7 separate regions of the Mus musculus genome follow, and regions 1, 2, 3, 4, 5 and 7 are each linked to region 6. The links are chromatin contacts, called in public ChIA-PET, HiChIP or PLAC-seq and promoter capture Hi-C maps. All regions are on one chromosome and are shown on one strand. The core of a region is the stretch at or near the end of the contact, and the rest is flanking DNA. Distances in the headings are between cores, read along the strand shown. Region 1 holds the start of Vps29 (VPS29 retromer complex component). Region 2 holds the start of Orai1 (ORAI calcium release-activated calcium modulator 1). Region 3 holds the start of Arpc3 (actin related protein 2/3 complex, subunit 3). Region 4 holds the start of Setd1b (SET domain containing 1B). Region 5 holds the start of Pptc7 (PTC7 protein phosphatase homolog). Region 6 holds the start of P2rx4 (purinergic receptor P2X, ligand-gated ion channel 4). Region 7 holds the start of Morn3 (MORN repeat containing 3).

Region 1 (3,938 bases), core at 7-2,506, 350 kb after region 6:
CTTTGGAACGGCTTATAAAGCCACCTTTTTTTTTTTCTTTTCCATTTTTTATTAGGTATTTATCTCATTTACATTTCCAATGCTATACCAAAAGGCCCCCGTAGCCACCCACCCCCACTCCCATACCCACCCACTCCCCCTTTTTGGCCCTAGCGTTCCCCTGTACTGGGGCATATAAAGTTTGCATGTCCAATGGGCCTCTCTTTCCAGTGATGGCCGACTAGGCCATCTTTTGATACATATGCAGCTAGAGTCAAGAGCTCCGGGGTACTGGTTAGTTCATAATGTTGTTCCACCTATAGGGTTGCAGATCCCTTTAGCTCCTTGGATACTTTCTCTAGCTCCTCCATTGGGAGCCCTGTGATCCATCCATTAGCTGACTGTGAGCATCCACTTCTGTGTTTGCTAGGCCACCTTTTTAAAAGGTTGTCTGCACAAGGATAATCTGTGAAAAACGCAACGCGTGCCCAGCAGCCAGTGAGGTGCCTTCACTTTAACCTTCATCAGGACAAACAGCAGTCCCCCCCCCCAACTTTAGAGAGCAAAGAGTGCCTTCGAAAATCGGATTACAAGGACGTGTCTGCACAGAAAAGTCGTAGGGACAGCAATCTATTGGGGGGGACGGGCCTAAAGGTCTGATGCAGACTGGGTAAGCTAAGGCTCTCCGAACAACCCCGCGCATCTCCGCAGGCTCCAAACGATCCCCACGACATCGCTCAATGGGGCCGCAGCGGCCACAGGAGACGAGCAGTCCCCTTTCCGGGTCCCCGTCCGGAGTGGCGGCCAGTGCGACGGCTACTTCGCGCTCTGCCCCGAGGCCGGCTACCCCCAGCAAGCCGGGAAGGACCAGGAGGGAAGAGACGTGCGGTCACACCGACTGCCGGAGCCGATCTCGTGACCGGGTCCGGCCGCCGGGTCCGCCTCGCACGCCCTCTGGCCGCTGGGGCGAGGGGGCGACATCAGGCCGAGCCGCACCCTCAACCAGCCGCGGTCCTCCCGTTCCAACTCCGCGGCCACCCGGATCCTCCTCGCGCCCCCACCCCACTCCCTCAACCGGACGCCGCAGCATCCCGGCCCCACCCGGGTAGCAGCCGCCGTGGGGCTCACCATCCTGTCACCAGGGCTCCGTTCAATCACCACGAACGCCGCCGCCCTCTTCCTCAGGCTCCTCGGTCGACCCGCCCACTTCTTCCGCCACCAATGAGACGCGAAGTTGGCAAGAGCCTGTCTTACGGGGGCCCGTAAGGGTCATTTCCCGTCAAGGGAAAAAAAAAAAAAACCCGGCGCTGCAAGAAATCGCTCGTGGGCGGGGCAAAGGAAAGGCTGAGCTCGCGGAAAGTGCGGGGGCAACATCCGGGCACCCGCGGCTGGCGCGCTTGCGCCCTCCATGCCTGCTCTGCCCGTAGCCATGCTGAAGTGCGGGATGACGGGCGGCCAGGTGAAAGGTGGAGCGGCCATTCTTGCTTTGCTACTTAGAAGAGGGAAAAGTCTAACGCCTCGTGCAGGGTTTATCCATCGTCTTCTTCGGCCTCCTCCGCCATTCTTCGCCACGACTGAAGCTGCCATAGCGCGCCTCGCGAGGGCCATGCTGGGCTTCGAAGAGCATGCCAGCCCCGTTCCATTTGATTTATGTCCAGGGTTTAATTCGGTGACCGAGAAAAGAATTGTGCCATTGGGCCTTAAACTCGGATTGAGGAGGGCTGATGTGGAGAGAATTCAAGGGGGGAAATAATACTTGACCAGCAAAAGTATTTTTGAGCTGTGGGAAAACCAACCTGCTGCTTTATTCGACATTCTGCCGGAGACATTTTTTTTATTGTTGTTGGGTTTTGTTTTTGTTTTAATATATAATCTCGAACAATCCTCTCTGTCCCTCAGTCGAAAAATGAGACTAATATTAGCCCCTTCGTTGATAGAGGTTGTTAGAAGCATGGGCTAAATAAAAAGTCCATGTAGTGAGATCAGAAATTAGAAAGACTGTGTGGAGAACTGTATAATACATAGCCTTATAAGGGGGGTGGGATGCTTGGGCTGGGGACCGGGTTTGTGTGTAGACAGACCAAAGAAGGGCCAGTGTACCATCCCCCTTCAGAGGTTGGGAGAACTCAAAATGAATGAGAGCATTAGCACGGAAATTGGCTTGCAGGAGAAATAATGTTGAATTTTATGTCGATGCATATTTATTGAAGTCTTACTGTGTATGTAGGTAAGGGTATACGGCATTTCCTAATGTAAATTAGTCTATAAAACGCTGTGTGGATCGGCTGAGTAGTTTAACTCCCAGGTGTATCTTGACCAAAAAGTTCAGTGTAATCACTTAACGGGAAATTGTTCGGACATATTCAGGAAAAAAGGATTTCAAACCACTGTTTCCAGCTCTGTGGCATCACATACAATTAGGACACCGTGTGGTGAATTCCTGTCATGGTGCCTCCTCTCATAGTGATGCACTTTGCTAAGGCTTGACACAGCATCAAAGTTGAGATCGTTATAGTCTAACAACATGTTAACCTAGCCTAGCATGTTGGAAGCCAAGATGCTCAATGCTGTTGTCGTATGGATAGCCCATGAATGGATGCAAGTGCTAACCACTTAGTTTCCAGCCTTTAGCCCAAGATCAAGCGTAGAGCAATTAGTAGAGCCAGGATGAAATGGGTTAGTCGGAAAAGGCCTTGAAGTTTCGGAAGGATGAAGTTTGCCAACAATTTTGGATAACTAGTGTTTTGATTGAGGAGTAGTCTTGTCTCTGTAAAACTAAAATCCCCTATTTCCATCTCAGGCAGTCTGACCCACAGGGCGCTAACACGCAACAGAAGAATCACTTGCATTTGACAGGCATGACTAAGTTGTTCAGTGGATCCCACCGTCCTTTCTGGTTTTCACTTGAGTCCTGTGCATACAAGAGTAGTCTTGTGGTTTGTCTTCACTGCTTGGGAAGAATGTGAACGCACCTTTCTTTTCCTCCATAGTATTTGGGAAAGCAGTACAAACGCTATCACGAGTGAGCGATGAGCTGTGGCTAGACCCATCCGAGAAAGGTGTAAGTTAAAAGGCCTGCTGTGTCGAAAACCAAACCAAAAAAAAAAAAAGCCAGGTGTGCCTCAAATCCCAGCACTTGGGAGGAAGAGGCAGTGGGGTTTCTTTGAGTTTAAGGCCAACCTGGTCCACAGAGTAAGTTCCAGGACGCCAAAGCCACACAGAGAAACTCTGTCTCAAACCCTCCCCTACGGGTCAAGAAACACAAACAGACAAACGAAAAACAACGACAACAACACAAAACAAACCAGGTGTGATGGCACAGGCCTATATTCCCAGTGCCAGGGAGGCAGAGCTCAGCCAGCTATATATCAAGTGTGAGACCAGTTTGAACTACGGGAAACCTATTTTACATGCCAAGATAAATTAAATTTAAAAGAATGTTAAGTGACTGGTTCATATATTAAAGCAAGAGAAGATGTTTTAAAAGTGCTAAGTCCAAGTGAAGTGTGGTGGGTAAAATCGAGAGCACATAAAAATTCCAAAACCTGACAGTTTATAAGCATGCATTCCCAGAATGGCTGCTGCGTTAAGTTATAGCTTCTCCCCCCAGGCAAGGTATGAGGTCAGTCACTTAGGGCTTTTCTGTCACTTCCCACACTTCATGCATTAACGTTGTGGTCACTGTGGACACTGACAGTTTTACGGTATCAGAGCTTGAGAGTATAGATTTTGTATGTGTATGTTCAATATAGATATATACACATCTGTAGGTACCATGTGCAAGTTCAGTGCGCACGGTTTTATTTGAATGTATTTGTGGCATTATGGTCACAGCAGGATTGACTCAGGATAGAAGTCGGTCTTCTCTGAAATAGCTCACTTATTCCTTTCCAGCTTGCTCTGAGATCTGTGAATTCTTGTCATTCCACGTATGGCTACGTCCTGTTTTCATCTATGTT
Region 2 (4,067 bases), core at 1,511-4,010, 310 kb before region 6:
CCTCACGCTCACTTTAGGGATAAGCAGGTGAATTTGGCATTCCAGGCAACCTGGCTAACACTGGAGGGGCAAAGGTCGGGTCAGCTCCTCTACTTTTCCAGGTTTGTAGGAAGGAAGCCCTCTGGGGGCAGGAAGTTGGCTGTGCTGACTCACAAGCCAAGAGAAGAGTAATCCAGGAAACTTGTCACTCCGTTACCATGGCATGAGGGTGGCCAGGCACCCCCTTCCTCTCTTGAGGCTCACTCAAGGGGCTGGGTGTCGGCAGTGGGGGCAGAGCATCAGGAGACCTCAGACAATGAATCCAGAGTTCTTAGAAGTCCAGCTTCATAGCAGAGTGCTTAGTTGAAACTGTGGCTCAGAAGGGAGGCAGTCCTGGACCTCAACCCTTCGTAAGTCTGCACAATTTAAAGGATGGCATCCTGGAGTTGAGGAGCCTACTCTACCCAGGCTGTGCAAACAAGATTCCCAGGACAGACAGTGTGGATGCACCCATGCCCATCCACCGGTTTTAGCTACCCCAGCCTTCTAACCTCCTCCATGTTTTTAGTGGAGGCTTGACCTTCTGCAGAGGAGAACGAGAAAAGGAGAGGGTAGGAAAGGACCCCCTATCTGACCCTCACCTCTCCTGGGGTCTAAGAAGTTACAATTTACAAGCCATAAACACGTGATACCCCCTCCCCTAAAGTGTAAAACTTTCTCTTTAACTTCCAAAGAAACATTGTGTGGCTTTGTTTCTCATTCCCTTTGGCTTGGAGCTACCTGGCCCTGGCTGGAAACTGCCCATAGCACTGTGGTATGTCTTAAGTAAGACCTAGACACTGGCTGACCCAGGTTCAAGTCCTGTTTACCAGACTAGCTGTGTAGAACAGACAGGTCTTGAAGTCATGGGCAATCCTCCTGCCTCTGCCTCCTGAGTACTATAATTATAAGCCAACTCACTTTCACCTCTTTAAAGGGCTCCTCCTCCAACATCATTTTTTAAAGTCGGTTTTAAGGTTTTTTTTTTTAATCTGCCATTTAAGAAATCAAGATCTGGGGAGAGGGAGAGAGGTAGAGAGGGAGAGAGAGAGAGAGAGAGAGAGAGAGGGAGAGAGAGAGAGAGAGAGAGAGAGATTGATTTGCCTGAGGTCATACAGGCAAGCAGCAAGTGGCAGAGCTGGGAAGGGTAATTTATATCACACCTCCTGGCCTTTCCTCTCTGGCCTAGTGCACTGTGGGCTTCTAAAGCATCCGGGCTCACAACTGTGTTGATCCACTTGTTTGCAGGCGACAGGGAGAGACCCAGACAACACTCCCTTCCCAAGAAAACCAAGGGTGCCAACCACTCCCTTCCTCAAGGCCAAAGGCTTAGCTAATTCACGGGGGGGGGGGGGGGGGGGGGGGAGGCGGCCGTGATGGTGAAGGGGGGGGGCGGCAGACCCCACTGATGTAGGTTGATGTCATCGAAAGATAATAACAGCTCCAGGCAAACTCCAAGACAGGCAAGCCTGAAGGTATTCCTAGAGTTAAGGTCTGGTGCCTAACCTGCAGCCTCCAGGGGCGCCTCCTGCAGAGGCTTCGTACCACCTTCTTGGGACTTGAGGGGAGGAAAATATGCCTACCTCTTCATCAAGCAAGAGCCCTTTCAAGGGGAACATGTCCCACCCTCCTCCCCCACACCCAGTGACTCAGAGGCAAGTTTCTAGAGAAGAAAATGAGGGTGGGGAGTGGCACTCAACCCCTAGGCTGAGGCTCTTGGAAAATGCGGTGGGGTGGGGAGTGTAAAAGGGAGTAAGAGTTAGTGGAGTATGGGGAGGTGGAACGTATTGGGAAATCCCCTCCAATATTTGATAAAGTCTTGTTAATACCTTCCGGCCTTAGGTGTGCGAGAAGGCGCGGCCACAATGTAGCTCATCTTCATCTCCTGACACCTGTCCTCAGTGGGCTGGACCTTTTGCATCCTTCTTGTCCCCCTGATTACATGCAGGGCAGACTTCTTACATAGCAACTTCATGAAAGCAACATTCTTTGTAACCCTAACCTCTTTGCCGCGACAAGGTGCCCGTCTAAAAACACCTGCGCGTGGGTATCTCTATCTCTGGTCGTCCACCTCGCCCTCACAGCTCAGCAGCCTCTGGCTCCCCTCCGGCGCCTAGGACAGCTTTCCCCAGCTCTTCCCCTCACCCCAGGCACGCCCAGCCCGCTCCCAACTGTGGGCCCCGTCGGGGCTGCGGGCGGGAGCGGCCGAAGCAGGAAGAGGGGAGGAGGGCAGGGAGGCCCGAGCTCACCATGGCGAAGCCGGAGAGCAGAGCCGAGGTCCGGCTGGAAGCTTTGAGCTTGGCGCGGCTTAAGTAGAGCTTGCGCCAGGACAGCGCCTGCATCGAGTGCTCGTTGAGGCTCATCACCTCGGAGTAACTCTGGCCGATCCAGTCCGGGTAGCTGACGGCGGGTGGCGGCGGCGGCAGCGGTGGGGCCCCCGAGGGCTCCCCGTCCCCGCTGCGGCGGCGGCTCCGGCGGCTGCCGCTAGTGCTGCTGCCGCCGCTCACGGGAAGCTCCGGATTGCTGTGACTCGGGGGCGGGGCAGGCTCCGGATGCATGGAGTACGCTGCGAAGGCGCGGCTGGCGGCGAGCGCCTGAGAAGGCTGCGGCCCCGGGGCCGGGCCGGGCCGCGCCGCACCTCCGCCGGCCTCCCACTCGAGCCGGTCTCCCGCAGCCGGACGCACCGGATCCGAAGGCCGAGGCACTGGCTGCAGAACCGCTCCGCAAGTTCCAAGCGGCCGCGACCGGAGCCTGCGTGCCGACCGGCGTCCGGTCCCAAGCCGGCACCTCCGCGAGCTCCACGATTGGCCGGCGACCCGAGGTTATTTGCATACGCCACACCCACGAACACACCCCGCCCACAAGGCGGTGGGCGGTGTCCGTGCGAGTGACGTACCCCGCACCGCCTCCGACGGCTCCGCCCCCAGCCCCTGGCTCGCCTTCCTGGAAGCGCCCCACGCTGTCAGGCCTCGCTTCTCTTTGCAGCTGCTCCTGTGGCTTTGCTCCCGGAGCTCTTGACTTAGGCCATCCGAGGTCACCTCTGGGCGCCTCCTGAGGCCTATTTCCTCCTTGGAACAAGGTGGCAAAAGGTCTGTTGGAAAAAAGAGCAAGCGGAGGGCTACTAGAGTTCAGTGAGCGGTTATTGAGCGTCTATTGGGTGCCAACACGGTCCCAGGCACCGAGGGCAGGGTGTAGGCTTGTGATTGAGACGGACAAAGTCGATCCCGAAGATGTTATGCGTGCCTGGAGTCCCAGCATAGAGGAGACTGGAAAACAATGAGTTTGAAGGAGGAGTGAGCCCTTGCCTCGAAACACAAGAGGGACAAAATTCCCTGCACCCTTGCAGCCAACACTCTTGTAGAAAAGACACACAAACATCGAGTCAATTATAGTTCAGGAGACTGTAAATGTGTACAGAAAAAAAAAAGATAAAAAAAGGTGGATAGTAACAGGGTTTTTATTTTAATTTTAGAATGCTAGCCCCCGTTTGTATTTATTTATTTTTGAGACTACATAGCTCTGCCTGGTTTGAAACTTGTTATATAGACCAGGCTGGCTTCGAACTCACAAAGAGCCATCTGCCCAAGCCTCTGGACTACTGCCATTAGCATGTGCCTGCCATTAGCCTGTGCCTGCCATTCCCAGACCCCTCCGTAGCGTTTTCTATTCTGCAGGAGGCAGACTAAAAAGGTTCACACCTTGGGAGTCTCATCTGAGCTGAGACCTGGGCCAGCAAGATAGGCGCCAGGACCTAAGGGAAGAGGAAAATAGGGAGGTTCAGGGTGGGGCTCAGGAGATACCGGTAAGGTAGGGAGGGCACTGGGCTAAGGAACTTTAGGACACGTTAAGAGCAGTCTCACCGCTTTAACCCCCAGCCTTCAGAATGTTTCTTGGCACATACTCCACATTGAAGAAATGCTTGTTGACTGAATACATGTGGGAAAAACAAGAACAAATGATAAATTTAGATCCCAGTCAAATAAATCCTAAGCATGTGGTGTGGCACTCCAGGTCTAACAGTGTGAGAGTTAAACTCTTGTACAACCGCT
Region 3 (3,743 bases), core at 97-2,596, 320 kb after region 6:
TCTTAACTGCTTTCCACTTTATTTTTGAGACAAGGAGCCTCAGGGAACTCTACACATCCCCAGCTCCGAAACTGCAGACACGCTTTGCATGCCCTCCCCCCGCCCCTTCTGTTTTACTTGGGTGCTAAGCATCCAGACTCAGGTCCTCTCATTTGTACCACTGAGACACCTCCTCAGCCCCTACTATCTCTCTCTATATATATATTTATTTCCTGTGACATCGTCTTTCATTGAACCCAGAACTTGCTTATTTTTGGCTGGGCTGGCTGGCCAATAAGCCAGAAGATCTGCCTGTCCTTTGCCTCCCCAGAGCTGGGGTCACAGGCATGAGCTGCTGTACCTTGTGACCCCACCTCCTGCATGCAAGCCTCTTTTTTTTTTTTTTTCTTCCCCCATTTCTTGGGAGACAGGCTTTGCAGTTCTGTAGCCCAGGATGGCCTAGAACTCACTACATAGTCCACATTGGCCTGAACTTTGCCATCCTCCTGCCTCGGTATTGGGATGAGCGATAACTGAGCGATAGGGGTAGGCTAACTGCCATCTATCTGTTTTCGTCACAGCAGTTGTTAAGATAGGAAACTACTTCCTATGTGCATTTGCATGGTTACTGTCTACCCGTTAAACTGTGAGCTCCTTGAGTGGCCCTTAGTCGCTGCTGTCAACAATGCTGGCTTCACAGCGAGAGGTCAGTAACACTGGTTCAGTGTGGGTGCACGCTATTCAAGCGTCCCTTCGCTAAGCTGCAATCGGCATCAATTTCCTCCCACTCGGATGCACACGAAAAAGGAAACCAGCGCTGGCTCGGTGGTGGTCAGGGAGTCGGGTGGGAGTCAGAGCAGGGAGACGGAGGAAGGGGTCCATCAGGGAAGTGAGGTCTGACAGGTGACTAGGTAGCAGGCCGATCCCACTCCCTGGGGTGGAGGAGGAAGTGGAAATGACAAGGGGGAAATTTAAAAAAAAAAAAAAAAAAAAGGAGAAGCTGGACCTTAGACTTAAAAATAAATTAAAAGCCAGCCATCGTTCTTAGGTTCGAGGCTCTAGGGTGGGATCTGGGAACACGGCAGGGTTAGGGGGGAAGCGGCGGGGCAGGCGAGCCGGTGTTGGAGGCAAAGGCTGGAGATCAGGGCGGACGCTTCCTCTCTCCCCGGCCTTATGACACAGATCTCCTGCCACCCCTCGGACCCTCGCCCCGCTCGGCTCCCCGCCCCTGGGGCTCGAATGCTTACCGGCATCTTGACGGTGTCCGGATTCGATCCAGAGAAGCCGAACTCAGAAAGCGTTTCCGACGACCGAGCCTGGGTGGAGTGGGCGGAAGTAAGCCGGAAGAGGCGGGCGGAAGGAATAAACGCACTTCCGGTGACTTGCTCCGGCTGCGCTGACCGCAAGTGACGCCAGGGGGCGCGTCAGCGTGAGGCGATGACCGTGGCGCATGCATAAAGCACGTTCAGAATAAAAGGCTGGATTTTGAAATTGAAGACTCCCTCGCAAGTGGTTAATAATCAGCTCCCGGTTTTGTTTTTTGGGTTTTTTTTCTCATTTCCCGGCTTCAGCTTCAAATCCAGTACCACTCAGTCGCCTGATTTACCCTTCTGCTATGTCTAGTTTTTTACTTTTTTTTTTTTTTTTTTGGTTTTTCGAGACAGGGTTTCTCTGTGTAGCCCTGGCTGTCCTGGAACTCACTCTGTAGACCAGGCTGGCCTCTAACTCAGAAATCCGCCTGCCTCTGCCTCCCGAGTGCCGGGATTAAAGGCGTGCGCCACCACACCTGGCTTAGTTTTGTACTTTTACCACAATGCAAGGTGGGGGACATCAGTTCTCACTTTCCACCGTGATACTCTCGGAACCAACACAGTCTTCAGAAACACCTACACCCTGAGCCGTCTTGGCGGCCAATATTTTTTATTTTTCAATTTTTTCTTTGCTAAGAGTCGCATGAAGTCCAGGCTGGCATATACATATAAATGAATATGAACTGATCTGCACCCACTTGTGTTCAGGAATTACAGATATGTGCCCATCACTCCTGTTATTTTTATTTATTTTTCTTGCTTAGTTTTATGATGCCGACGGTGGTGTCTATCTTCCTTGTCATGTTAAGACAGTCAGGGACCACCACAGGGGTAAAGGAAAGAAAAGTCCTGAGCCTACCCCTTTGACCTGTCTGTCACCCACTAAATGTGTATATCATTTCTACTCTTTCAACAAGGTATGGTGTATGTCTTCCCAGATCATGGCAAGGACTAAGTGGTCATGAAAACCAAGCATATTATAAGGGCCTGAGTGATGCCACATGTCTGAGGGGATGACTACAAACCCACCACTGACACCCATCATATATGTATGTAAGTATGTATTTTGCCTCTCTGGGTAGCCCTGGCTAGTCTGAAACTTGCTTTGTAGACCAGGCTGGCCTTGAACTCTTGAGATCCACCTGCCTTGCCTCCCAAGTACTGAGACTGAGGGGATATGTAACCACCATACCCAGCCAACCACTTTTTGTTTTTGGACAAGGTATTAACTATGTAGCCCAGGCTGGTCTCTACAATGTCTGGCTTATACTCCCTGTTCTTTGTATGACTGCTGAGGAGCCAGGTCCTGGGGTTGAATCCTAGTTCCAACATGACTAGCTGTGTTATTCTGAGCAACTTAATGTACCTCTCTGTGCCTCTGTTCCTCACCTAAATATAGAGGCCTCAGTATTTACCTCATTGCTTAGGGAGGCTGAAATGAGCTACAAGAAAAGTATTTAGAACTAACATTAGACATGTTCTCTTTCTTGGGTTTTGGAGACAGGGTTTCTCTGTGTAGCCCTGGCTGTCCTGGAACTCACTCTGTAGACCAGGCTGGCCTCGAACTCAATAAATTTGCCTGCCTCTGCCTCCTGAATGCTGGGATTAAAGGTGTGCGCCACCATGCCTGGGAACCTGTTAATGGGAGTCCAGAGACCAGAGACCAGGATATTTTCAGCCATCCCGTACTCCTAGGCCACAGGCAGCTCAGCCCATTCCCACACCAGGCCTGGTGCACAGCCCAGCCACACTTGGCTCTTGCCCTCAGCCTTGGCCTCCAGATGCCAACGACTATGGATTCAGAGAGCCTCACTTGGCTTTATTGAAAATGGACCAAACTCAGCCCTATAGGCCAACATGACAACTTCTGACCTGAGGGCTATGAGGGCTGAATTAGCGTTACCAGGTAGACTGGTCACCAAATATCCAGGGAGCCTTGGGCCCTGTTGCAAGGATTCAAGGAAAGAAGTTATGGAAAATACTCTGTAATGTCACGTCTAGCTGGGCTTACTAAGATCCAGCCTCACTCTGCCAGAGCCTGGCCTTTGAGGGATGCTGGAGAAAGACCTTCTGGCTGGCTGTTCCCATGACCTGCACCACACCAGCTGCCAATGGACTCTCAAAAGCTCAATGTAATTCAATGTAAGTTAAAAAGAAAAACTATTTCTTCTGCTTTAGGGTATTGTAGTGGCTATTCCTGGTTGTCAACTTGACAATATTTGGAATGAACTACAATCCGGAATTGGAAGGCTCACCAGTGACCCTTATCTGGAGGCTTGGAGATCCTTATCTGGATCTTGGTTTGAAGATCTTGAGCCACAGTGGCTATGGATTCCAGAAGATTGAATCTCCGAGTTTAAGGAATACACCTTTAATCTGGGCTACACCTTTCATCTGGGATTAAAGGTGTGGCGGAACACACCTTTAATCTGGGCTACACCTTCTGCTGGAGAC
Region 4 (3,750 bases), core at 428-2,927, 430 kb before region 6:
GGGGAAAAAGAAACAGTTTCTCTTTCCCCACCCCCCTATTCTGGCCTCCTATCCTTGCTGCTGGATCCCAGACGACCCTCTGGTCTAGGAAGTTGTCCCCTTTAAAGCCAAAGGGTTGGGAGGGGGGCGGGTCCCTGAGCCAGGGCCCTGGGTGCGCAAGGACCCAGGTGGGGACCGGGAGCCCCCAGCTCTGCCGGCATGATACAGTCTCAGTGCCCTCGTTACAGTTTCTCCGAGTGTTATTTTGTTTACAGTGGCCCGGAGGGGACACCCCTCTCCCCCCTCCCCGCCAAAACTTCCCAGTCCTGGACGGCGGGAACTAAGAATCCGGCTGGGCTTGGTCAGGACTGGCGTTATTTTCGAACTCGGGGAAGGAGGGGGGGAGGGACCATAAGACAGAGAGGAGGGGTCCTACCTTGAATTTGGGCACAGACAGCTCCAGCTCCTTGTTTTTGGTCCAGATTCCGACCACCCGGGGATCTTCCACGATCTCCACCGGGCGGTTGCTGGACATCTGTGGGCAGAGACAGGGGGTTCAGTATAGAAGGGCTGGCACCCTCCCCAGGGGCAGGGGCAGACCCCCCCCCCTCAAGGCACCAGTCCCACTCCAGGCTGAGGGGAGGGAGTCCTGGCTGACAGTTGGCCCAGGTAGCTGGAAGAGGGGTCCCCCTCCGTTCGCCTCTTGTCTGGGGGCTCCACCGGGGGTGGGTGGGGGTGGCGGGAAGGCGCGCCGGCTACTCACGGCCAGGCTGAAATGCTGCCCATCGTAGCGGTACAGTTTATGGTGCCCCTTTTTCAGAGCCGGGTCAATCATCAACTTGTAACTTCTCCAATGGTGGTTCCTCCTCTCGCCCGAAGGGCCGGGCTGCGGCGGGGGCTGCTGGTGGTGGTGGTGGGGGTGACTGTTCTCCATGCCGTTAACCCAACCTGAAACCCAAGCAAGTTGTTGTCCTCTCCGACGCTTCTACACATTCGCCCGAGAATCCAATCGGCTGGCCCCCACCCCCCTCCCACCTTACCAGCGCGCCCCGAAAGCTTGTCTCGCTGCCTCTCCCCCCCCCCCCCGCCTCCCGAGGAAAAAAAATCTAAGAATGGAGCGAGAGAATAAACCCTTTCCGGAGGGTTTACGCGCCCGCCCGCTCGGCCACCGTCTCCGGCTGGCAGCGAGGGGCTGCCCGGGGCCCCCGCTGCGGGCTGGCGCGGTCCGGGACGCACGGAGGACGCGGGCTCCGGCCCATGGTGCCGCCAGCCGCCCGGCGTGGCGCTCGGCCCGGCTCGGGAGCGGGGCGCGCGGCAGGGCCTGGCGTCGCCCGCCCGGGCGGGGGCCGGGGGCTCGGGCTGCCCGGCTCCTCTGACCGCGGCCTCTCTCTCTCTCTCTCTCTCTCTCTCTCCTCCCTTCCCTGCGCCGCGCTTACATCCCCGCCGGGCGCCGGCCTCCCTGCGCCGCCAGCCAGTACATGGTGTCCCCCGCGGGAGCCGAGGCCGGGGCGGCCGGACCGGGGGCCGGGATGGGGGGGACGCCGCCTTAGCGGCTGCCGGGCCCCGAGCTGCCGCTGCCCTTGCTGCTGCCGCCGCCGCTGCTGCTGCTGCTGCTGCCCGGGAGGCGGCTGGCGGCGGAGGCTCGGCTCCCAGTAGCCGCACATCCCACAATACACCGCTAAGGAGCCCGACCCGAGTGCTCACCCTCCTCCTCTTCCTCCTCCTCCTCCTCTTCCTCCTCCCCTCGCCTTCCTCGCCGCTTCCCCAGGCACTCTCCCGGCGGCGGCAGCTGCGCCGCCAAAGCCCCGGGCCCCAGCGGCCCCCCACCCCTCACTCGCGCGCTCCCACACTGCCTCCCCCCCCTTCCCCGGGGGGAAGGCCTTTTAATTTATTTATTCTGCTGGGACTGAGGTGGGGGGCTTGGCTGACGGGGGAGAGGGGGGTCTCCACGGCTTCTATCTCCCCCGCGGCTGGGGCTACCCTTCCAGCTACGGAAGACTCCACGGTGTGCGCCCCCAGGGCCTCCCAAACTGTTTCCAAACTGCCCAGGCCGGTGGTGGACGCGTGGAGTCTCGGCGAAAAGGGCTGGGTTTCGAGTGGGGGGTGATCGTGTGTATGACTACTAGAAGCCTGGAGGGGAGGCAGACGTCGACCCCAAACGAGTTTGCAATCGAGGTATCTCCGATCCCGCTTCCTCTTTGGCCCGCACGCCCCCTCCCTCCCAGGAGCTGTGCTGGGGAAGGGAAACCAAGGTTTGGAACCACACTAGCCTTCACATTCCTGGGAGGATACAACCCTCGCCTGGACGGGGAAGATAGCTCTTTCTCTTTATTTTTTCGTTTTTATTTTTTGCCTTTCTGTTTTTATTTTTGGAGGGGAGCGCCCAGTAATTGTCTTGAACACATGCTTCTCCCTCCCTCCTTCCTCCAGCCACCAGCGACAGAGAGTCCCCTTTTTTGCATTTATCATTTTCCTTCCCCTTTCTTTATTAAAGGTCCGGGAGTGGCGGCGGCCAATCAGCGCTCGGCTTCCATTTTGTGAGTTCAACTCGTAGGCTTCCCCGGCTTTTCGCGTGGATCTGGTTGCAGACGCCCTCGGTCTCTCTTCTCGGGCTGCCGAGGCGAAGCAGCCGCCTCGCCGGGGCTTCGTGGTGGTGTATTTCATATTGGGGCTCTTTTCGGGGTTTGTAATTTGGCCGTGGGTAGGTAATTGGCTGGAGCAGGGCGGCAGGGTGCGGCAGCCAATCAGCGCGCGGCTTCTATAGGGCTTGAGTTATTAGACGCTGATCTCAAAACATCCTTCATCAGACTCCAAGGAGAGGCCAACAGATGAGGGAGCCATTTTTCTGCAATGGAATTAAATGGCCAAGTGGGTTTTTCCTTTGTTGCAAATGGGGAATGCTTTTCCTTTGACTCCACCATCCAGTTCAGGACGCCTGAATGTGTTTAACATTTGCCAAAGGACTCACACTTGGAAGAATGAAGACCTTTTAAAAAGATCTGGATTTTTCCTTATGACTTGGAATCCATCTTTGTCTTGTATAACTAGGTCATAGCACACTATTAATGTCAGCAGTTAACAGTTTTGAATTCAAAAAAACCTAAGTAAATGACATATTTAATTTTTTTCCTTTTTTTTTTTTCTCGGGTGGGTGGGTGGGAGAGCTTGGAGCTGTCTTAATCTGTATTCTCTTGACTGAACAATAAATTTTTAAATATAGTTTCCTCTATTAAACACTTAAGCCTGACCATCTTATTAATTCTATTTTTTAACAAGGTAATGTTTTAAATGTATAGTTGTAGCGAAACGGCAACAATAACAAAAAAACTGTGAGCTGTTGTTACTGTTAAATTTTCTAAAAACCTTTTACATTGTAAGTACCCAATCCATTCTGTCCTTAACTGCACTGCCGTTCTCGTGTTACTGTCGCCTGAGATGTCCTGAATTTTCGGAAGCTTCATCTGCATGTATGTCTTTGTCTTTGTCTGATGTAAGTCAGTTAAAATGCTTTTAGACGTTTTTGCTTCTATAAAGCTACGATTTTTTAGCTTCGAGCTTTTTGGAAAAAAAAAAATGTTTACAGCCATAGTTGCTATTCAGATTTCTTCCCAGTAGCTCGTACACTCTTTGAAAATCGATCTATTTGAAGAAAAACAGCTGTTTTTCTCGAACTGGGTGTGGGGTGGTGGAGGGTAAGAGAAAGGAAGACCTTTTGTATAAAAAAAGACTGAAAGCCGCCTCTGAAAACTAGATTAAAACTGGAAAACAAGC
Region 5 (3,974 bases), core at 1,384-3,883, 420 kb after region 6:
ATAGCAGCGTGTTCAAATTCAGCAGAGACTTAATACATTCAGATACAGTAGTCCCCTTTCTTCTTGAGGGATACATTCAAGGCCCCTAGTGGATGCCTGAGCCTCAGAGAGTACTGAACCCTCTAAGTACTTTTTCAAATACATATATAGCTATGATAAAGAATAATTTGTAAGCTGGGCAGTGGTGGCACATGCCTTTAATCCCAGCACTTGGGAGGCAGAGGCAGGTGAATTTCTGAGTTCGAGGCCAGCCTGATCTACAAAGTGAGTTCCAGGACAGCCAGGGCTACACAGAGAAACCCTGTCTCGAAAAACAAACAAACAAACCCTAAGAGTGGTTCACTCCAGGTATTTGTCAATGTGATATGCTCAGACCCAGGTCTAGAAAGTACTATTACTGCCAATCAATCAAACCACAGATTTCTCACAAAAATAAAATCAAGCCCAAAAAACTAGCTTGTAGTCAGCTTTATAAAACGACCTTTCCTGGCTCATCATCGCTTAACCTGTCCGTATGACTGCAGCTCCTGACATCTTTTTGGTGGTGTTGGGTCTTGAACAAGGGCCTCATGCATGGGTGGCAAGTTAGCAGCCTATACTACCCACGGCTCACTGTGACTTCAAAGGCAGCACAGACCCTAAGTTCCCCAAGCGAAGGGCTGCTGGCTGCCTAGGTGACTTGCAGAAGCCGCAAACGGCAGCCTCTCAATAGACTTCACGGCGAATCTGTATACTTCCAAACCTAGGGAGGCTCTCTGAAAGGTTGGTACCAATAGTGCGGTCTAAATACTACAAGATTTTTCTCAACACAGATGAAGAGGTTATTCATCAATTAAAATGAGAACCAACCCCGGTATCATGCTTACAAACACTCCATGTGACAAAACCAAAACTCACAAGGTTATCTGATTTGAAAATGTCAAGAGCTGGGAGCTGGGCACACACCTGTATCTTCAGCAAGAGCTGAAGGTCAGCCTGCACTAAACAGCAAACGAGCTACAAAGACACTGTTCACACGAAAAAGAAAGAAGGAGAAAAAAAAAACGGCAAACAATTACTGTCACAAAAACTATTATTTGCTCCGATGCCATATTTTGTCTAAGCCTATGAAGCTTTTAAGTAACCATAAACTCAATGTCACTGGAGAAGTGAAACCAACGTGACATTTGAACCTAGGCGCCAATGACAGTCTGTCCTTCAATATCAAAAGAAGAGCTTCCCGAACTGAAAGACCTTTAGTGGCATACAGGGAACTCTCCAAGGGCATACCCTAGGTAAAGTTTCTGACAGCTTGTGCATTTGTTTAGGCCTTTGGACAGCTCTCTCTCTCTCTCTCTCTCTCTCTCTCTCTTTCTCTCTCTCTCCTCTCTCTCTCTCTCTCTCCTCTAGTAACTGGGATAGATCTTAGGAAGCACCTGTGGCCTAAAAAGCTGTGACCGAGTCTCACAGCCTTTTTGGCTGCAGCCTACAAGCAGGTCCAGCCATTCTATTTTGGGTCAAGGAGACCTTTCTGCCACCCCCAAGTGACCTCAAGTAGACAAGCTGGGTTAGGGAGAAAGCACTGCTAGAATTTCTAACCAGGCCAGCAGTCCACCCACAACCCCACGGCCCTTCCCGAAAAGGATGGCAATCCGAGGACGGTCCAGGCAGCGGGAAGAACCCACGACGGGGGGCTGTGGGCTCCCCGCCGTCTGTCTTCGGGTCTGCTCCCGGATCCCGCAGCTGGGACCGGGCCGTGGCGTCAGGAGCTCGCCAAGAAGCAGGGATTCCCGGGGCGCCAAGAGGGAGGAGGGAGTGAGGCAAAGCGAGGTTAGCAGCCTGCAGGTGTCGCCGAACGAGGAGGACGAGGTCGCGTGGGGGCTGTGACTAAGAAGAGTGCGCGGTTCTGCACCGGGACGGACTGGACACATTCCCAAGGCGGTGACCTTGGGCACGTGGCTCCACCGCTCTGTCCCTCAGTTTCCCCATTTCTAAAGTGTGGGGATGGGGAGGGAGGGATCGTGAGGCAGAAAACGCATCTCGGGGCGCTCGGCAAGGCGCTGCGCTGCGCTCAGCGGAGGAAGCAGGGAAGACTCGCACTCCGGAGTCCCCAGGAGGCCGACTTGGGGCCGGGGGACTCACCCAGGACGTCGGCCGAGCGGTGGCGGGCCACGAAACACGCGTCGTCCCCGTAGCACGCGCCCTTCTTGAGCAGGCCCTTACGGAAGTCCTTGCCGAAGCCGCAGCCCGCCGTCACCAACCCGTAGTCGCCGCTGCTGCCACCACCGCCGCCGCCGCCGCCGCCCGCCCTGGGGTCGGTCTGCGACAGGCCGCCGAGCACGGCACGGGCCACCAGGCGTCCATACGACAAGACCGAGAACATCGCCGCCGCCGCCCCCCCGAGGAGGCGCGGGGCCCGGGGCGCCGGAGGACGCCGAGGCCCGGAGCCGGCTCTCTCCTCCGCCGCAGCCGCGCCGCCGGGGCGTTCCTCAGGGCGGCGCGCACTGGCCACTGCCGCCCCTGCCCGCCGCACGGGGCCTCGCACACGCTCTACCGCACGCACTGGAGCCAGAGCGAGGTCAGAGCCGGCGGCTCCTCCGCCTCAACCACACTGGGGTCCCGGCTGCAGCCGCCGCCGCCGCCGCCATCTTCCGCTCCACTAGCGTGTTCCGGGCCGCGCCGGCAGCGCCGCCCCCTCTCCGACCCCGCCCCGGCCCCGCCCCCTCTCCGCGGCTCAGGTCCAAGCCCCGCCCCCTCGGACTCGCAGCCCTATGTAGTCACCGGAATCGAGCGTGCGCAAAGGGTGTGGGCGCAGTGTCTCCTGGAAGTCGTAGTTAAGAGTTATAGTCGCTTTGGTCTTGGCTACCTGTGATCCAGGAGTTAGATTTACCAGAGGACTGTAAATTATTGAGAATGACCGGTAGACTGGGTTGTTGGGGGTTTTTTTTGGGGGGGAATTAGAATGGGTGTCCTGTTTTGATTTTTTTTCTCTCTCACCACCTTTTTTTTTCCCTCTTCTGATTTTTTTGAGATAGAGTTTCATCAAGCACAGGCTGACCTCAGACTCGCTCTGTCACCAAGGTTGGCCTTGGATTCCTTCTGATCTTGCCTACAGCTTCTCAAGTTCAAGGATTACAAATTATGTGCCACTATATCTTGTTTAACAGTTTCTTCCATACACACCACATACACACACCCTCTCTCTATATATATTCCTTTACATAACTGTAAGAAACCAAGATTGGGATTCTACACCATCTAGTATACTGGGTGAGAAACGGCAATCCTAACATTTCCATTATTCCTGTGTCTTGAAAGCCCCAGATCTAGTACCCTAGATCCTAAGTTTGACAGTCAACCTGGCCAAGCAGGTCTTTTTCCTGCCTCTGATTTGGAGGCCTTCAGAAACTGTGGAGGGCTGAGAGAACTGCCAAGATGAGGCCTCTTTCTCCAGCCACAGCTGCCTTCTCTTTTCAAGAGGGTCATCCCTTGGCAGAAAGAAGGGGTCAGGCATGATGGCCTATAGCTCTAATCCCTGGCAGTTAGGAGGCAGAGGTAGGCAGATCTGTGAACATGAGGCCAGCCTGATCTACATAGTGAGTTACAGGTCAGTTAAGGTTACATAGACACCCTGTCTCAAAAAAGAAAGAAAGAAAGAAAGAAAGAAAGAAAGAAAGAAAGAAAGAAAGAAAGAAAGAAAGAAAGAGAGAGAGAAAGAGAGAGAAAGAAAGAAAGAAGAGAGAGGGAGATAAAGAAGAGAGGGGGCACTTTCTATTTTATTTTTTCTAAAACTCTTGGCCTATTTGAACAAAGATCAAACAGCCTTCCCCAAATATTAACAATTGTAAGTTATTTCCCTAAGAAATTATTTCAGTTGAGTAACAGCAAAGACTCTTTATCATCATCATCGTCATTACTGTTCTTTTTTTTTTTTTTTAAGATTTATTTATTATTATATCTAAGTACACTGTAACTGTCTTCAGACACACCAGAAG
Region 6 (3,590 bases), core at 632-3,131:
CTGACGCCCTCTTCTGGTGTGTCTGAAGACAGCTACAGGTACTTAATAAAAATAATAAATAAATCTTTGGGCTGGAGCAGTCAGAGACTGAGGGAGTGGGTTGACCGGAGCGAGCAGAGGTCCTATATACAATTCTCCACAACCACATGAAGGCTCACAACCATCTGAACAGCTACAGTGTATTCATATACATAAAAATAAAAAAAAATCTTAAAAAAAAAATAGATACTGGCCAGGGGTTTTTCAGGTACTGGTGACTGAATGACTCCAAGGCCTCATGCTAAAGAGGACGTTTTTTGGAGACAGGGGCTCACATAGCTCAGGCGAGCATTCTTCTGCCTCAGCCCCATGAATACTGGGATTGCAGACATACTGATTACTGCCTCCTCCAGCTTCAGCGAGTCTTATCTAGTGTCTACCGCTTCCATATGGTGGAAGCTACAACCTTGTGAGCGGAAACTCCTCTGCATTCTTTTGAATGCCCTTAGGCGGTCTGAACAGATTCCAGACCTAACACCAAAGCAGGAGACCTGTTGATTTATTATTTAGTTGGGACACTGTAATAATTCTGGTTGTCCTGAAACTATGTAGACCAGGCTGGCTTTGAACTCATAGATATCTGCCTACCTGTCTCTCACCAGTGCTAGGATTAAAGGCTGTATCTTAGGCATTCTTAACCATCTCTCTGGGCCATCTCTCCAGCCACCTGTGTACCTATTTCATATACCTAAGGCCACACAAAGCTTTCTCAGGTGAGTGTGGTCAGGCACAGAGGTCTTACAGCTCTGAGTCAGTTTGTGAATTGGCAATCTATCTGTGTTTTTTGTGGATTCCTAAGTGACTCCAATGTGTTGTTTGGGGACCCGTGCTTTAGGCCCTTTAGTAAGAAAACAGATCCACCTGTCACGCTAGCAGCTGTTGACACTCGAATACCTTGAAATTGGGCCCAGGAGGCAAGGTAAGGTTCACCATCTCTCCTGGGGTGTATTACAGCCTTACAGGTGCATCCAATTAAAATTAAACGTTTCATAACGCCTAGTGATGGGAGGGTATATATAAACAGTAATGAAGAGCAGAGTTTAGAATCAAAATCAGGCGGGTACTCATATTCCCAACCAATCCAACAAAACAAAGGAAGTGACCTTGGGACACTTTTGGGAAGTGTGACATCTCAAGGGTACTGGGTTATCAGAAGCTTCTTAAGGTAACAGAAACCACAGACCCAGAAAGTACCGAATGAAAACCACAAGCCTTGGTTTCTGTCCGAGTTTGAAAAGGAACCGAAGAGAAGTCCGTGACGCACAGAGTTAAGCCTTCCCTGCCCTGCCCCTCCACCAAGCCAAGGCGCAGCATGAAGCAAGTCGGGAGGGAAGGATGCGAGAAAGATGGGGTGACAGTCTAGCTAAGACGAGGCTTAGCTCCCAGGACGTCCAGTAGTCCCCAGTGTCCTGTTCAAGCTGGTTCCAGGTGGCTTGGCTAGAGCCCGGCGAGGGCGTGTCGCCGCCCCTTGAACTCGGGGAGGAGGGGCTTGGCCGGCTCAGCTATTGCCCCAGACCCAGAGAGCGAGCAAGGGGGCGCTGCCAGGTCCCGACAGTCTGGGTTGCCCCCAGCCGCGGCCCCTCCCCAGGCCCGCTCACCCAATGACGTAAGCCAGGATGAGCAGCTGCACCACGCGGTTCATGAGCCCCACTTTACGGCTGCGGATGAGCACGATGCGCGGCGTGTCGTACTCGAACAGGAAAGCCCGGAGCACGGAGCAGCAGCCTGCCATGGCTCCGCCGCCCGCTGCTCCGCGTCGTGGCCACCGCGGGTCGCCTTGTCGCTGCCACCACCACCACCGGGTCCGGGCAGCAGCCCCGCCCAGCAGCTCGGCCCGGAAATAGGCGGCGCGCGACCTGAGGAGCGCGTCTCCTCCCCCTCTGCCACCCCAGGGTGACGCCCCAACTCGTGACCCTCTCAAAGGGACGATCTAAAAAGCAAGAGTGGTATAGCACTAAGGGACGAATTACCTCTGGAGCAGGGAGCAAGGTCAGCTCCCGGAGGGACAAGGATAATGACGCCCTCAGGCCTAGGATTGAAAGGCAGACAGTTGAGTTCTGTTGCAAAGGACAGCTCTGCGGTTCAGATATAGGATAACGAGCCGTGCGCCAGGGGAACTTGGATAGGAGTTACATTCCTAGAGGACCCGAGTGCTGAAGAGTCAGTCCCCTGACTGAAGGAGGCAAACTTGATCTGGATGTAGTGGAGGGAGCCCCGCTGTGCTGCTTTATGAAACTATAGGGTGGGTGAATAAGTACCTGGTGTACTAGGATGTCTGCAGAAGTCAGCCACAAATGCCACCATATACCCCTCTTAGGCCTGAAGCCGATCCATGTCCCTACCCCTAGTCAGATAACTGTCGTAGTTGCACCTGAGAGGAGGCAACAGCCAGCACCTGGGGGGTGGGGGGGGGTCCCTGTAGCCATCTTGCTATTGAGAATGGCTTACCGCAAGCTTAGGGAGAATTGGAAAAATTCAAGCCCGTGGGGAGACACCATTGTTAAGGTCACATATATCCATTCCCTTCCGAAGTTTTTTTAATAGGCGTTTTATATTAAGTGTAACAGATACATCCAAGTACCCTTATACCAGGTACTGTCCAGCAAGCATAGTGAGAGCATCTCAGCCCTGTGCAGTATAAATATAGCAGGTAATATACACAAGGCTTGAGGTTCTAATCAGACTCCTCGCGGTTCTTTTCATTTTCTGCTCCATGCATCTTTTATTTCATCTGAGTTAGCTTCAGCTTCTGGTCACTTGGCTCCATGGATCTGAGAGAGCATGGTGGACCTTACAGAAAGGCATGGGGACAAGGTGTGTCTTTCCACCACCAGGTCCCAGGGAATTAGTTATTCCAGCTGGCTTCACCTCCTTTGTACCGCCTCCCAATGCTAAGATAAGATTTGCCGTTATGTCATAGCTCCCAATGTTAAGGTCTCTCAGCATCCAGTCCCCTCTCAGCATTATCTCCCACGTAGGGAAGAAGCCTTCAACACATGAAGGTTTGGGAAGAACTCTTCATACACAAGTCATAGTGCCCTGTTACCAGCGACTCATCACGGGATTTGAATGATTTTGAGTTTTAATCTAAGGCCTAGTGGGAAAACATGCCAGCCTGGTGTGGTGGCACATGCCTGTTATCCCAGCAGTCCGAAAGCAGAGCTGGGAGGATTGGCACAAGTTCAAAGCCAGCCTGGTTTATATACCTAGTTCTAACTATAGAGTGAGACCTTGTTTCCGTCTATAGTCAGTGAGTAGGATAGATGCTGCCAAATTTGACAACCTGAGTTTAATCCCTAGAACATAAGTGGTGGAAAAAAAGAGAACAAACTCCCACGATTGTCCTCCAGCGTGTGCGTGCCCCCCTCCTAGTACATTGTTTGAGAAAATTCTGAGACAAAAGAATAAATATAAGCCATGTGATATTTCCTTAATTCTTCTTGACCACTACTCTCTATGTCTTACTGGGTCATCATCCTGAGTTTCTCACACGCAGGACAAAGGCTCTGGCGTGACATCTCCAGCCCTGACTGCTTCTTATTTTGTAATAC
Region 7 (3,806 bases), core at 478-2,977, 340 kb before region 6:
CCTCAGGATTCTGACAGCAGCACAAACCTTCTATACCATGGCTCCCCTCTCAAGTCCTCCACTCTCCATCTGAGGCCCTGCCAAGAAGCCAGATCTCTACACAACAATTAAAGGGCACGTGGAGAACTGCCAGTATGGGGCTGGAGAGATGGCTCATCGGTTAAGACCACTGCCTGAGGACCAGTAGATAGAGTACTTGCTTGGCATGTGTGAAGCCCTGGGCTTGATTCTAAGCACTGCATAAACCAAGCAAGAAGGCTAATGCTTGCAATCCTAGCATTTAGGAGGTAGAGTTGGGAGGACCGCTAATTTAAAGTCATCCTGCATCGTGAGTCTGAGGCTAGCCTGGGTTACATGAGACCCTGGATTGAAAAAAAGTCATTCTCAGCTACATTGGGAGTTTGAGTCTAACCTGTACTACATGACACCCTATTAGAAACAGAAAGGGGCAGAGAGAATGAATGAATGAATGAACTTGAGTGTAGTGGTACATGTCTTTTATGCCAGCACTCAGGAGGCAAGAAGAATAATGCAAATTAGGGGCTAGCCTGGTCTACATCTGGTCTACATATGGAGTATGGAGTTCCATGTCAGCCAGGGCCACAGAGCCATAGCAAGACTCCATATTAAAAAAAAAAAAAAGCAAGCTTTGTTTTGTTTTGATTTTTTTGTTTGTTTGTTTTGTTTTTATTTTGGGTTTTTGGCTTTTCAAGACAGGGTTTCTCTGTGTAGCCCTGACTATCCTGGAACTCACTCTGTAGACCAGGCTGGCCTTGAACTCAGATATCTTCCTGCCTCTGCCTCCTGAGTGCTGGGATTAAAGTCATGTGCCAGTAGTCCCCTCTGTGGGAACAGAGGCTGTAAAACATGCACAGGTGGCAGGCACAGTGTCCAACCTGAAGCACACAGGTTGTGAGGCTGACCCTGTGGGTGGATGCTAAGATACCATGACCTCCTAGAACTGGCTTCAACCTGAGGATATTTTGATTGGCAGCACCTGTGTGTATGTGCTGCCGGTGCAAGATTTAATGGGAGTGGATTTGTACAGCCTCAGAACCTATGGAGTATGTGGTTGTATTAGTTGAGGGAGATTGCGGTCCCCAGGATGTAGATAGGAACGTTTTTATCACCCATGAGCCAGCTGGAGACAGATGGAAAGACATGAACAATCCCTTCTGGAGATTCTGGGGACCTGAGGAAAACAGGTCGGGGCTCCCAGACATGGGGAGGAGACCCTGGGCCACCCACTGTTTCCCTCTAGAGTCTATGGCTCTACCAGATAAGAGTCGTAGGGCTCAGATGTGGAAGGATGACCAGTGAGCCAAGGGCTGTCCAACTGTGTTTGTTTTGAGACAAGGTCTCACTGTATAGCTAGACTTGCAGTCTGGGACAGTTAGTCACCATGAAATCAGTCTCTGATTTGTGGGATCTCCCCTGCTGAAAGGCAACCCCTGAGCTTCATCTGTCCCATCTACCAGGTACGTAGGGCAAGGGCTAACAGGGCAGGCAGCTGTCTGCCTGATACCCTCTGATACACCTGGAGTGGTCCCAGTACTTGGTACCATCTGATCTTTCTTACTTCGAGTCTCTTCTACCAAAGTCGGTTCCTGATTGGTCTTTCAAGTCATTAAGTCACCTGTGAGCATCATTTTTCCCAGGGGCAGCTTCTCTCCAGTGTCATCACAATCCCTGGGTTCCAAAGGAATTATGCCATCACATCCCTGACAGATGGACCCTAGGAGAATGCAAGGGCAAGGACTGTTGTGGGTCAGTCCAGCACAGAGGGATCCCCACTGAGGGCTCTTCACCTGCCCTGGGGACTCAGAACACAAATGACCTGCCCTATTGGAACTCAGGCAGGCACCTCCCCAGGAAGTACCAGGATCCCCAGGATACACGGGAGTCACTGAGCCCCTGATGCCCCTACCTCCTGCTAGCACCCCCGCAACACCACAGAGGCAGCCAGCATGCCGGTCACTAAGTGTCCAAGGAAAGTAGAGCCGCCGTGGAAAGGGTGGGACCGGAAAGCCCAGAAGAACGGACTGAGACACCAAGTGTTTGCTGTGAACGGCGATCACTACGTGGGCGAATGGAAGGGCAACTTGAAACACGGTAAGCTAAGCGGGAGAGCCTCCGGGGATTAGTGGCCAGCGTGGGGTCAGAGTGGGTGGGCAATGCAAAACAAAACAAAAAGCACTGTTACAGAGTCCATTAAGAACATAAGCGATCTTGTTTTGTTCCCAACCCCACTTAGTGACCAGAACCGGGACCAGCAGGGGGCTGTGGCTCTGAAGTCCAAGTCAGCCCTGACTTCAGCTGAGCCAGAGTCTAGGGACAGAAAACAAAAATGGGATAGGGATCATCAGAAGCCAGCCCAAAGCTGGGTGGGGTTCTGGGGGTGCTGGATCGCTCTCTGTCTTCTGACAGGGTAGCAGAGCCTGGGGTTGGTTGAAAAGGTCAACACATTAAGAAAATGACTTGCAGTAGGCGTTGTGGGCTTCAGATGCTGCCCTGATGCTCTGCAGATGGTGGGGGCACAAGGTCTGGGCCTCAAGACACAGGTTGGACCTATCCAACCCCCCAGAAGTAACTGAGTGACCATGATTACTCCTGTATGCCTGGACTCAAGTCTTAACCAGCAGGGGGCGAATGGGTTCTGGCCGATACATTGCAAATCACGTTTGTCCGGGATGGATGGGGGTAGGACGGGGACTCTATTTAAAAGCTCTAGTCTTGCAATTCCAGACTTAACCACTTTCTTCTCCTGCCTTCCTGGGTTATCTACACTAGAATCCCTGAGCCTGCATTGTTAGAATACCTTATCTATAGGTTTTCTCATCTGTTAAGTGGCAACAATGTCTCTTTATAAAGTACACGCAGCAAGATTGCTCAGAGCAAGGGTGCTCGGGGAGACTCTGCAAAGTAGACTACCATCACATTTCCCAAATGAGGTGACCTGGGAAGAAGTGACTACTGAAGAGGTGGTATTAGGCTATAGAGGGCACCAGAGAGGGGAAGAGAGGGAGTAACAAAGAAGACAGGAGCAGGGTGATGTTTGAGCTAGGCAGAAAGGATAAAGATGTGTCCAGGTTGAGGGGCTTTTCGTCTAAAATTTAGACCTTAAACTGTAGAATTAGAATTAGGGAGGTCAGTGTAACTTGACTGAGGGACAGACTAGAAGTCAGTGTAGCTGAACAAAGAGTAATGGGAGAGAACGTGGGTCAGAATTGGATGTGGTTTTAGTATACATTACCTATAAGCCCAGTTACTGGCTCAGGAGTCTGAGGTAGGAAGATCAAGGCTGGGCTATGACCCTATCTCTAAGATCCCCCTCCCCCAAAGCAAGTTGGGGTTGGAGAAGCCAGGTATGATGGTGCATTCCTGCAGTGCCCAAGTGCTTGGAAGACAATATGTAGGGAGATCAGGGGTTCAAGGCCAGCTTCAGCTACATGAGACCTTATCTCAAAACAAAATAAAATTTAAAAAGAGAGAAAGGAAAGAAAGAAGGAAGGAAGGAAGCATCCAACTGCGGTGTCTCATACTTTTAGTTCCAGTACTCCAGAGGCAGAGGCAGGATGACCTCAGTGAATTCAAGGCCAGGCTGGTCTACCTGGCAAGTTCCAGTGCAGCTGGGGCTACATAATGACACCCTGTCTCAAAAACAAAGCAAAGGGCTGGTGAGATGGCTCAGCAGTTAAGAGCACTGACTGCTCTTCCGAAGGTCATGAGTTCAAATCCCAGCAACCACATGGTGGCTCACAACCATCCGTAATGAGATCTGTTGCTCTCTTCTGGAGTGTCTGAAG

What was found. Promoter capture Hi-C pulls out the DNA fragments that hold promoters and counts their contacts. ChIA-PET counts read pairs in DNA pulled down with a chosen protein or histone mark. HiChIP or PLAC-seq counts read pairs in DNA pulled down with a chosen protein or histone mark. Capture Hi-C pulls out chosen DNA fragments and counts their contacts.
Region 1: a contact with region 6 is called in an RNA polymerase II ChIA-PET map of memory CD8 T cells, with 73 read pairs. The contact joins the promoter of Vps29 here to the promoter of P2rx4 in region 6. A contact is called at or near these places in 19 of 39 promoter capture datasets (the 3T3-L1 cell line, 3T3-L1-derived adipocytes, the C10 cell line and 13 more), 1 of 484 Hi-C or Micro-C datasets (the HPC-7 cell line), 6 of 115 datasets of contacts at active chromatin or transcription factors (embryonic stem cells, memory CD8 T cells, microglia and 2 more) and 4 of 9 other capture datasets (adipose tissue, liver, macrophages and 1 more).
Region 2: a contact with region 6 is called in a promoter capture Hi-C map of liver, with 2.1 times the contacts expected there. The contact joins the promoter of Orai1 here to the promoter of P2rx4 in region 6. A contact is called at or near these places in 1 of 39 promoter capture datasets (liver), 3 of 115 datasets of contacts at active chromatin or transcription factors (embryonic stem cells, memory CD8 T cells and pancreatic cancer cells) and 1 of 9 other capture datasets (pancreatic islet).
Region 3: a contact with region 6 is called in a promoter capture Hi-C map of pancreatic islet. The contact joins the promoter of Arpc3 here to the promoter of P2rx4 in region 6. A contact is called at or near these places in 15 of 39 promoter capture datasets (the 3T3-L1 cell line, 3T3-L1-derived adipocytes, the C10 cell line and 10 more), 2 of 15 datasets of contacts at CTCF or cohesin (the NIH/3T3 cell line and large pre-B cells), 3 of 484 Hi-C or Micro-C datasets (B cells and muscle stem cells), 22 of 115 datasets of contacts at active chromatin or transcription factors (the HPC-7 cell line, the SCID.adh cell line, bone marrow-derived dendritic cells and 13 more) and 4 of 9 other capture datasets (adipose tissue, embryonic stem cells, liver and 1 more).
Region 4: a FOXA1 HiChIP or PLAC-seq map of pancreatic cancer cells shows a contact between it and region 6. The contact joins the promoter of Setd1b here to the promoter of P2rx4 in region 6. A contact is called at or near these places in 1 of 484 Hi-C or Micro-C datasets (B cells) and 6 of 115 datasets of contacts at active chromatin or transcription factors (bone marrow-derived macrophages, embryonic stem cells, extraembryonic endoderm stem cells and 3 more).
Region 5: a contact with region 6 is called in a promoter capture Hi-C map of liver, with 1.9 times the contacts expected there. The contact joins the promoter of Pptc7 here to the promoter of P2rx4 in region 6. A contact is called at or near these places in 4 of 39 promoter capture datasets (the C10 cell line, hippocampal neurons, liver and 1 more), 3 of 115 datasets of contacts at active chromatin or transcription factors (bone marrow-derived dendritic cells, embryonic stem cells and large pre-B cells) and 1 of 9 other capture datasets (adipose tissue).
Region 7: a promoter capture Hi-C map of frontonasal cranial neural crest shows a contact between it and region 6. The contact joins the promoter of Morn3 here to the promoter of P2rx4 in region 6. A contact is called at or near these places in 4 of 39 promoter capture datasets (cranial neural crest, frontonasal cranial neural crest, liver and 1 more), 1 of 484 Hi-C or Micro-C datasets (embryonic stem cells) and 4 of 115 datasets of contacts at active chromatin or transcription factors (embryonic stem cells, memory CD8 T cells, microglia and 1 more).

What each region holds. Positions count from the first base shown.
Region 1 is chr5:122,351,646-122,355,583 of GRCm38.p6, reverse strand. It overlaps Vps29 (VPS29 retromer complex component), which reads right to left and starts at 1,256. Exons shown (of 4, transcript NM_019780.2): 1 at 1,108-1,256. The coding sequence starts at 1,110. Rad9b (RAD9 checkpoint clamp component B) reads left to right here and starts at 1,379. Exons shown (of 13, transcript NM_001382853.1): 1 at 1,379-1,445; 2 at 2,970-3,040; 3 at 3,874-3,938. The coding sequence starts at 1,409.
Region 2 is chr5:123,013,767-123,017,833 of GRCm38.p6, reverse strand. It overlaps Orai1 (ORAI calcium release-activated calcium modulator 1), which reads right to left and starts at 2,760. Exons shown (of 2, transcript NM_175423.3): 1 at 2,268-2,760. The coding sequence starts at 2,576. Gm2479 (a long non-coding RNA gene) reads left to right here and starts at 2,807. Exons shown (of 3, transcript XR_387710.4): 1 at 2,807-3,107.
Region 3 is chr5:122,389,481-122,393,223 of GRCm38.p6, reverse strand. It overlaps Arpc3 (actin related protein 2/3 complex, subunit 3), which reads right to left and starts at 1,346. Exons shown (of 7, transcript NM_019824.4): 1 at 1,227-1,346. The coding sequence starts at 1,232. It overlaps Gm32853 (a long non-coding RNA gene), which reads left to right. Exons shown (of 4, transcript XR_387695.4): 1 at 1-685; 2 at 2,228-2,342.
Region 4 is chr5:123,140,120-123,143,869 of GRCm38.p6, reverse strand. Setd1b (SET domain containing 1B) reads right to left here and starts at 1,677. Exons shown (of 17, transcript NM_001040398.2): 1 at 1,416-1,677; 2 at 743-927; 3 at 416-514. The coding sequence starts at 913. It also overlaps a transcript of Rhof not described here.
Region 5 is chr5:122,283,057-122,287,030 of GRCm38.p6, reverse strand. It overlaps Pptc7 (PTC7 protein phosphatase homolog), which reads right to left and starts at 2,633. Exons shown (of 6, transcript NM_177242.4): 1 at 2,122-2,633. The coding sequence starts at 2,362.
Region 6 is chr5:122,705,835-122,709,424 of GRCm38.p6, reverse strand. P2rx4 (purinergic receptor P2X, ligand-gated ion channel 4) reads right to left here and starts at 1,881. Exons shown (of 12, transcript NM_011026.3): 1 at 1,638-1,881. The coding sequence starts at 1,771.
Region 7 is chr5:123,044,937-123,048,742 of GRCm38.p6, reverse strand. It overlaps Morn3 (MORN repeat containing 3), which reads left to right and starts at 1,727. Exons shown (of 5, transcript NM_029112.2): 1 at 1,727-2,112. The coding sequence starts at 1,968.